2 separate regions of the Hordeum vulgare genome follow, and region 1 is linked to region 2. Evidence: chromatin contacts called from public Hi-C data. All regions are on one chromosome and are shown on one strand. The core of a region is the stretch at or near the end of the contact, and the rest is flanking DNA. Distances in the headings are between cores, read along the strand shown. Region 1 holds the start of LOC123404678 (CCAAT/enhancer-binding protein zeta). Region 2 holds the start of LOC123403165 (vacuolar protein sorting-associated protein 20 homolog 2).

Region 1 (4,121 bases), core at 444-2,943, 390 kb before region 2:
GTAACCTCAACTCAAAGGTGAGTCATCTTGTAAACTTGAGCAATCTTTCTCCAGTGGCAAGGAACGCATTCACTGATAAAGACCTCACTGGCGTTTACATAAGACAAGTGGCACTGATTATACTGAGTCGCGGACCATATACACTACCCGATGACAGCAATGCAATAGTCCAAGCCTATGGCGAGCATCTGCCACTAAAATAAAGCCTACTGCACATAACAAACAAATATCTATTCTGGAGTTCCTTGGTTTGGGGATCAGCATCATATGAGTTTTATTGAACTTTTGGTGTGCAACTGTTCCGCTCATGACCCATCTAAGATTTTCTAGTGACTTCAAGTTGGTTTTATGTCTTAAAGGTCTAACATTTATGCTATTTCTATCTAACATTCATGATTCATTTTCCGATCTGAAACACTGCATATTTTCCTGGTTGCAGTCACATTTAGTGCAATCGAATTGTTTCCAAATGCCACTTTGACTAAAGTGTTACATAAAAACTGCCCTTATGATCGTAAAAGTTGATAAGTTGTCAGAATCACTTCAGAACATTCTTTCCTAGCTCAGTGTCTAGGTACAGGAAGAATCCCAAATGTAATCTAACCCTCTTTCCATGATCAACTAAGCATTATTGCCTCAATTTGTTCAATACACAACGAAGATGAGCATTTCAATAGTGCAACTCACCAAGGAGAGAGTCAAGGGCCCTCATGTTCGCTATTGGATTGTCCTCGACTAGACATGTGAACGCCGACACCTTATCGGATGATGTACCGGACTTTGCCGACATCTCGAGGAGCTTGAGATCACCAGTTCCCCTGCGCACCGAGTCATACTCCCTCGAGTACTGCATGATGAGCTTCTCTGCCAGCTCCCGCTTCCGCTCCACCATCCGCTGCATCTCCTGAAGCCCCACTGCTGGTGGGGCATGCTTACGGTCGCCTAGGACCCTGGCCTCCAGCTCAGCAGCATCAGCGTGCCACTGCCCGGAGAGAGCACTCGCCTTGACCAGCGGGTAATTGGTGGCGGCACTAGTGGTGGCGGCGGTATGAGGGGCATGGAGCTCGAGAGGATGCGGCTTCTTGGTAGGTTTAGGGTTTTGGAGGGGTTCGGTGTTTGCGGGCGCTTCTGGGGTTTGGGGATGCTTGGGCGGTTTGGGGGCGCTCATGGGGCCGGACTTGCGGAAATCGGAGTCGTCGAACCCGGAGGAGTTGCCGGCGCCGGGGACAAGTCCCAGCGATGAGGCGAACGAGGCGACGTCGGACTTGATCGCGTCAATGTCATCCTCCTCCCCACCGGCGGCGGGCTTCTTCTTCTTCTTCTTCTTCTTGGTGGACATGGGTTCGGGACTTAGGTCGGACTTGAGCGCGTCCGCGCCCTTCTCTTCAACCACCTCGGCGGCGGGCTTCTTTGATTTCTTGCTGGACTTGAGCTTGGGGCTTACATCGGACGTGAGCGCGTCCATGCTCTTCTCCTCCGCACCGGCGGCGGGCTTCCTCGCTTTCTTTGCGGACTTGGGCTTAGGGTTTAGCTCCGTCATGGATAGATACCGCGGCGAGGGGATATGCAGTCAGAGGCGAAGTGGGATATGGAGGGTGAGGCGGCGGCTGAGGGTGGCGCCGGTGGGAGGAGGACTGGAGGTGGAGGCGGCGGCTAGCGGGCTAGGGGTGCTTGAGCAGGGCAATTCCTATTTGCAACTAACGCGCCTCTCCGCGAACCCCTTCTCCTTCTTCGGCCCGGCCCAGTAACCGCTACGCAGGGGCTCATCGAGCGACTAAAAATCCTAGTGCTTTTTTTTACGGGGACTATCACGCATCTACCCGTGGATATTTATTAAATATCCACCACCTCGACAGCCGTTCGATCTCACGCGTGTAGCCGTCCGATCCGCTGCGTCTGATCCGCTCTGGACGCAATTCCTGAAACGATGCTCGAGTTGCAGAAACTTTCGCTTTGTTGCAAAAAATAAACTTTGGATCCGTTAATTCCTGAAACAACGGTCGAGTTTCAGAAACAATTTGCTTGTTGCAGAAAAAAAAAATCTTCGTCTTTCTGTAATATAGGTGTTTTTACGGAAGAAATTTTTGCAACAAAATGTCGTGTTGCAGGAAACTTTTTGCAACAAAGGTCGAGTTGCAGAACACGTGGCGCGGGGCAGCGGCGGAGGGCGGGCAGGGGCAGCGGAGGGCGGGCAGGGGCGGCGGAGGGCTGCATGCAGGCCGGCGACGGTGGGCCGCGGTGCAGGCCGACGGGGCGGGGCCGTGGCGCGGGGCGGCAGCGGAGGGCGACGGGCAGCCCGGCGACGGAGGGCCGCGGTGCAGGCCGACGGGGCGGGGCCGTGGCGCGGGGCAGCAGCGGAGGGCGGCAGGGGCGGCGGAGGGCGGCATGCAGGGCGGCGGAGGGCGGCATGCAGGCCGGCGACGGAGGGCCGCGGTGCAGGCCAACGGGGCGGGGCCGTGGCGCGGGGCCGTGGCGGAGGGCGAGCAAGGGCGACGGAAGGCGGCGGGCAGGTCGGCGGCGGAGGGGCGGCGGGGCCGCAGCAGGCCGACGGCGGAGGGGCGGCGAGATGCAGCAGGCCGGCGGCGGCGAGGTCGTCGGGGCCGAGGCGGAGGCGGAGACACGGATGGGCAGTTTTGCGAAACAACTGCCCAGTTTCTGAAACAACGATCCAGTTTCAGGAACGGTTCGCGATCAGATCGACGTCAGATCCAACGGACAAGCGAACGGCGGATGGATCACGCGGATCAGTCGGTGGAATGTAAGACTTTCCCTTTTTTTATTTGGACAGTGACGACTAAAACTAGGAGAGAAAGAAGTCTATTTTTCATCCTCAAATCTATCCACTTACTAAGGGCAACTCCAACCTTTTTAAAAAAAAAAGCAACTCCAACGTGCCGACCCAAACGGACGGCGTTTTTGTCCGTATTTTTTCCATTTGGGTCGGCTCAGCGGACATACGTGTCCGCTTTTGCAATTGGGTCGGCGCTTGCGTTCAATGCGACGAGCGATCCATTTTTAGGCGGCACGAAGTAAACATTTCAAAAAATATAAAAATCATTAATTGAACATTAATACCGGTCCGGAAGGCCGACGATAGTCCACATTACAATAAACATAAAATTAAATAAGCTAAAAACGAGGAGGCGCGCTGCCCTATGCGTCCTTCTCCTCGTCGTCGTTGGGGCTGGTGAGGTCGACGAGCATCGGCCTGGGCCAGCCCAGGGGAAGACCGTCTCTCACGCGGCAGTGATGTCGTCCGCCGGTGTTGCACCAACGCTCGCTGGGCAGCAAGTCGCTCCTCCTCCTCAGCTTCAGCCTCGCGCTCCATCGGCTCGATCCGTCGCTCCTGTGCGTCCTCCTCCCTCACCCGCCGTTGTGCCAGTGCTTCAGGTAGGCGGCCTCCTGCTCCGGCGTCGCACCCAACCAGACGGGTGGCGCGCTGATCCAATCGCGCACCACCCCATCCCAGGCGTACAACTCGGGCCTCGGGACTTACGATCCTAGCTCGGCGGGGGGCGGCGAGGTCGGTGGGGGCACGACACAGTCGCCGACAGCGGAGAGTGCAATGGCCTCCGCCAGCTGCTTCTGGTAGGCCTACTCCTCACTCGCATGCAGGACGGCTGCCAGCGCGTTCTGGTACGTCGCCTCCACCTCCTGGTCTTTCTTCGTGCACGATGAGGGGCGGCGGCGGTCCAGCCACCACGTCGCGGACGCCATGCCGGCCCTGCTCCTCGTGTCACACGCGAACGAGGCCTCCCAGTAGGGGGAGTTTGCAGCGTATACGGGGTTGCGTTGTTGTTCTGGCGTCGGCTGCTCCCTTTGATGCCTCACCTCCTCCGCATGCGCCCGCGTCGACCGCGGCACCGCTGGAACTGGGATCCTCTCTGGATCCAAATGTTAGTCGTGCGACAGCGTAACTTCGGGGTAGGAGAGGGGAAGCGATGCTCCGAGTGCCACCTCGCCTAGTGCACTGGTACGCTGACCCACTGGCGAGGCAAACGGGAAGACGCCGACGACTGGAGCATGCGCGGATAGGGACGGCGGGGGACTTGCCCTTGTCTTCCGCGAAGAAGAACCCCATGGTGGTGGTGGCTAGGGTTTACCGTCGGCGGGGGAGCAGG
Region 2 (4,163 bases), core at 1,204-3,703:
AATAATATTGAACAACGCTAGTAAAGCATAGGGCTTCATGAACCTGAGGATTAATTTAACATAATACAGGGGGCCAGTGCTGATGGTGTTGGTCCCAAATGGGGAGACTGCGGGGCCACCACGGGGAGACTCGAGGTTTGGTTTTACTCGTAGTGTGACCCATCTGGTAATGCCCCGAGAAAGAGATACACGCGACTCCTATTGGGACCTGGCCTGCAGGACGATCTTGCTGGATTTGTTTTACTCTTATCGAAGGTCGTGTGGGCTAGGATATTGATGATAACTCAAGCTACCTCGAGGTTGAGGTTTTCTCTTCAGGGCAGCTTGTGGTAGTTTGTGATGGACTAGTTGGAGCACCTCTGCAAGGTTAATCTTTCTGGGAGCCATGCCCGCGGTTATGTGACAACTTGGAAACTGTGTTTAACACCCGATCATAGCAAACTTGAAGTAAACTTAATTAAAATATGCCAATTGTGTGCGTAACCGTGGCTGTCTCTTTTTATGAGTTCTACATCCGAGAGAGGACACGATGGGGTTATGTTTGATGTAAGTAGGTGTTCAGGATCACTTTGTGATCATCCTTAGTTTACAACGATATGCGTAGATCACCCTCCTCTTATTCTTGTACTCGTAAGTTAGCCACTCAAATAAATGCTTAGTTGCTTGTTGCAGCCTCATCACTTAACCATACCTCACTCATTAAGCTTTGCTAGTCTTGATACCTTTCGAAATGAGATTGTTGAGTCCCTCTGGGTCACAGATTACTACAACAACAGTTGCTGACACAGGTAAAGCGATACCTTGACGTGAGCATGATGATTGTTCTATTTGGAGTTTCTTCTTTTTCTTCTTCTTCATCGATCATAGGATGGTTTCCAGGCCGCCAGCCTCGGATAACAAGGATGGACGTCATTTTATTCGTTTGATTTCGTCTGTAGTCGGACCCTGCTTTTCTACATGATGATTGAATGTATTGTTGTATTGAGATGTTCATGTTGTAGCTTGTGGCGAGTGTAAGCCAATTCCATATACTTATCTCTCCTGTACATGAACTTGTAATGATATCCATTTTTGCGAAACGACAAGATGCGTTTCTATCCCTGTCGAGGCACTCGTGCCAAAATAAAGATATGATCGCATCTTGGGCATTACAAACCATCCTAAATAATTTCTTAGATGGCAAGACATGAAATATCTTTGATGTCTACATGACAAGAATAGGAGGATTTTGGGAGCTTACCAATCTGATGTCCTCATCTTTTGTATAGTGCAACCTCTTTCTATCTTCATCATCTGTTTTCACATCGATTGTGACTCGTTTTCGCTTGGTCGATGAAGTTGTGATCCTGGGATCATATGTTGAAGGAAGAGAGTGGTGCTTGGCTGGTTGGCAGCGGCGGCTGCATCACTAGATACTAGAAACCAAGCTGCCAAGGGGCTGGCGAGGTGAGGTTGGGATGACTTTGGCCTTGAAGGAAGCTCATGAAACCATTAGGAGGACATTGTTCCATTACAGCTGAAGAAAAAAATGTTTGTTATTACAATAGTTAACATAGATGGTTAACATGCCCAGTTCACTCTTCACTGAAGAAGAAAAAAATGGGGATTTCGGGATTTCCACAAGCATGGTCAGCTGACTCAAATAGATTGAACCTAAATCACACACAAGGGAATCAATCTTTGTCTTGAACGAATGGATTTACTGAATCACCATGAATCTCCAAAATCCATCGAACCCTAGCCAGTTTACTGAAGAAAATCAATCTGGCCATGAGCACGAGAAGAAGCACGGGAAGGACTAACCTCATACCTTGCAGCAAGAGCGGGAATCGAGGGTGTCGATTTTGGGCTGAGGACGAGTGTGCGCCGCCTTCTCCGCTCGTTCGCACCGCGCCTCCGCTCCCTAGTCGTGCCCTTCCCTTCTCCCCTTCCCGCTCGTTCTTTCTCCCTTTCGTGCCCTTCTAATCTCTTGCTCGCGGGATTTTGTTGGGGGCGCGTGGTTTCGAATCGAGCGAAGCGACATCCCTCCCATCACGTCGCCCGAGCAGTTGCCCCGTCTCTTTTGTCAGGAAAGAAGCGAGTTCTTCTGCAGTATCCCGTTTTGCTTTGCAAGCCACATGTTTAGTGGAGGTGGCACTCGGCAGGACGATGTGGCACCTCGGGCACCCGTCCAGCGTGGTCCATTGACCATGCCGTAAGTGAATCTCCCACATTAGACATTACAAAGAAACTAGTGGATCATTTAAATACTTTATTTGTCATTTTCTACTTTCACTCTACAACAAAAACAACTCGAGTAACCTAACGACCACATAAAATTCTTTCCTTTATTATTCAACATCTTTGTTTCACAGAGAAAGAGGGAAGAGCTGTTGGTAAATGGTAACGGGTCTTCCCCATAAAAACAAGGGGTAACGGGTAATACGAACCCGATCCTAAATTCTCCCCGGCCCTACCCGTGAACTGTGATGCCGTGACCGCGTCTCCTCCTGCAGTCCACCTTCCCCTCCCCCTCTTCCTTCTATCCCGCCGCCGTCTACCCCGCCGCCGGCGAAACCTTGCTCGCGAGGGGTATACACGGGGAGAGAAAGATGGGGAACGTGTTCGTGAAGAAGCCTAAGATCACGGAGGTTGACAAGGCCATCCTCGCCCTCAAGACACAGCGCCGCAAGCTCGCGCAGTTCCAGCAGCAGGTCCCCTGCTCCCGCTCTGCCCGATCCGATCATATGTTTCCATCCCCCCGTTCCTATTATACCATCGAATTGTTGTAGTTTGTATTGTGATCATTGAGATTCAATTCTTGTAGTTTATCGATCTCCAACTTTGCCCCCCGGACCTAGATAATACCAGGTTTGGTTTAGGTTAGGTTTTGCATAACGTTGTTTCTATACCTGAACGGGGACAGGCCTTTTCCACTTTGTTAGTTTTGTTAGGAGGGCCCAGTTCTGATGTGGTTTGTTGTTTGTCATTTTGGGTTGACAGCAGTGATCCAGATTTAGAATGTTTGGCATTGTCATCAGGAAAAGAGTATAGGTTTTGGGTTGGATTATAATGTATTAAGGTGAATGTCTGTGAGAACTGCACATTCATGTTAACAAATTAGGATAGTACTTTCCAGAGCATATTGCGAAAACCGGACTGTATTCTAGTGCATGCTTTGGTGCGCTGCCATTATCTCAGTCTATCAGTGCTAGTGCCATGGGACTCGTTTGCTAGTGCAAACTAGCAAACTATCTGATTTTGTACTAGCATGTTGTGCGAAGAAATTATTTTGCCATCGGGTTTTGATACCTTTAGGTGGGTATAACTTTTAGTGTTGTGATGAACTGTTCAATTATTCTAACTGAACTGATGAGCGTGTCTTGCATTAGTAAATCACTGGAATGCCATTTCTACTTAGAATTAAGATGGTACTGATTCTGTTTATGTATGGTTTACTTTTCTTTCTTCCAGCTTGAGAAGGTGATTGAAGCAGAAAAGGAAGCTGCACGCCAGTTGGTTCAACAGAAGAAGAAAGACAGAGCTTTGATTGCACTGAAGAAGAAGAAATCCCAGGAAGAGCTCCTGAAACAAGTTGATACATGGCAAATGAATGTCGAACAGCAGGTTAGTAGTTTATTGGATAGATTCTGGCTCCTAATGAATTCCATGTTCATGTATAGGACAGAAGATCTGTATTTATGCTTTACATCATTCAATCTGACCAGAATTAAGTCTCTTTAGTTTTGATCTATAATTTGACAGTCTGTTTGTGTTCTCTTGTTGAAGCTGGCAGATATTGAACTAGCAAGTAAGCAAAAGGCTGTATTGGAAAGCCTAAAGACTGGAAATGCTGCCCTTAAGTCTATACAGAGTGAGATTAACATCGACGATGTCCAAAAGTTAATGGATGACACAGCTGAGGCCAAGGCTTATCAGGATGTAAGTTCAATAAACTTTTCCAGTCCACTGTTTACTACCTATATTTGTAATGCTTTTATCCATTTGAGATTCTTCCATCTTGTTTGAAGTTATTCATATGCCTTTCTTACAATCTCTTTAGTTGACGCTTAACACATTAAGTGGCACCTTGGATCTCTGTAAAAGCTGTTTTCATCTATTTGTGGTGAACTAATTAGACCATGCACATCATGTGGGCTATGTGATAGTTGCCTAAAAATCAT

The links. A called contact is a pair of places that touch in the nucleus more often than the background predicts.
Region 1: a Hi-C map of seedling shows a contact between it and region 2, with 2.5 times the contacts expected there. The contact joins the promoter of LOC123404678 here to the promoter of LOC123403165 in region 2. A contact is called at or near these places in 2 of 6 Hi-C or Micro-C datasets (leaf and seedling) and 1 of 1 datasets of contacts at active chromatin or transcription factors (embryo).

The regions. Positions count from the first base shown.
Region 1 is chr6H:333,536,089-333,540,209 of MorexV3_pseudomolecules_assembly, reverse strand. LOC123404678 (CCAAT/enhancer-binding protein zeta) reads right to left here and starts at 1,693. Exons shown (of 16, transcript XM_045098615.1): 1 at 688-1,693. The coding sequence starts at 1,540.
Region 2 is chr6H:333,149,318-333,153,480 of MorexV3_pseudomolecules_assembly, reverse strand. LOC123403165 (vacuolar protein sorting-associated protein 20 homolog 2) reads left to right here and starts at 2,453. Exons shown (of 6, transcript XM_045097126.1): 1 at 2,453-2,693; 2 at 3,454-3,606; 3 at 3,769-3,921. The coding sequence starts at 2,592.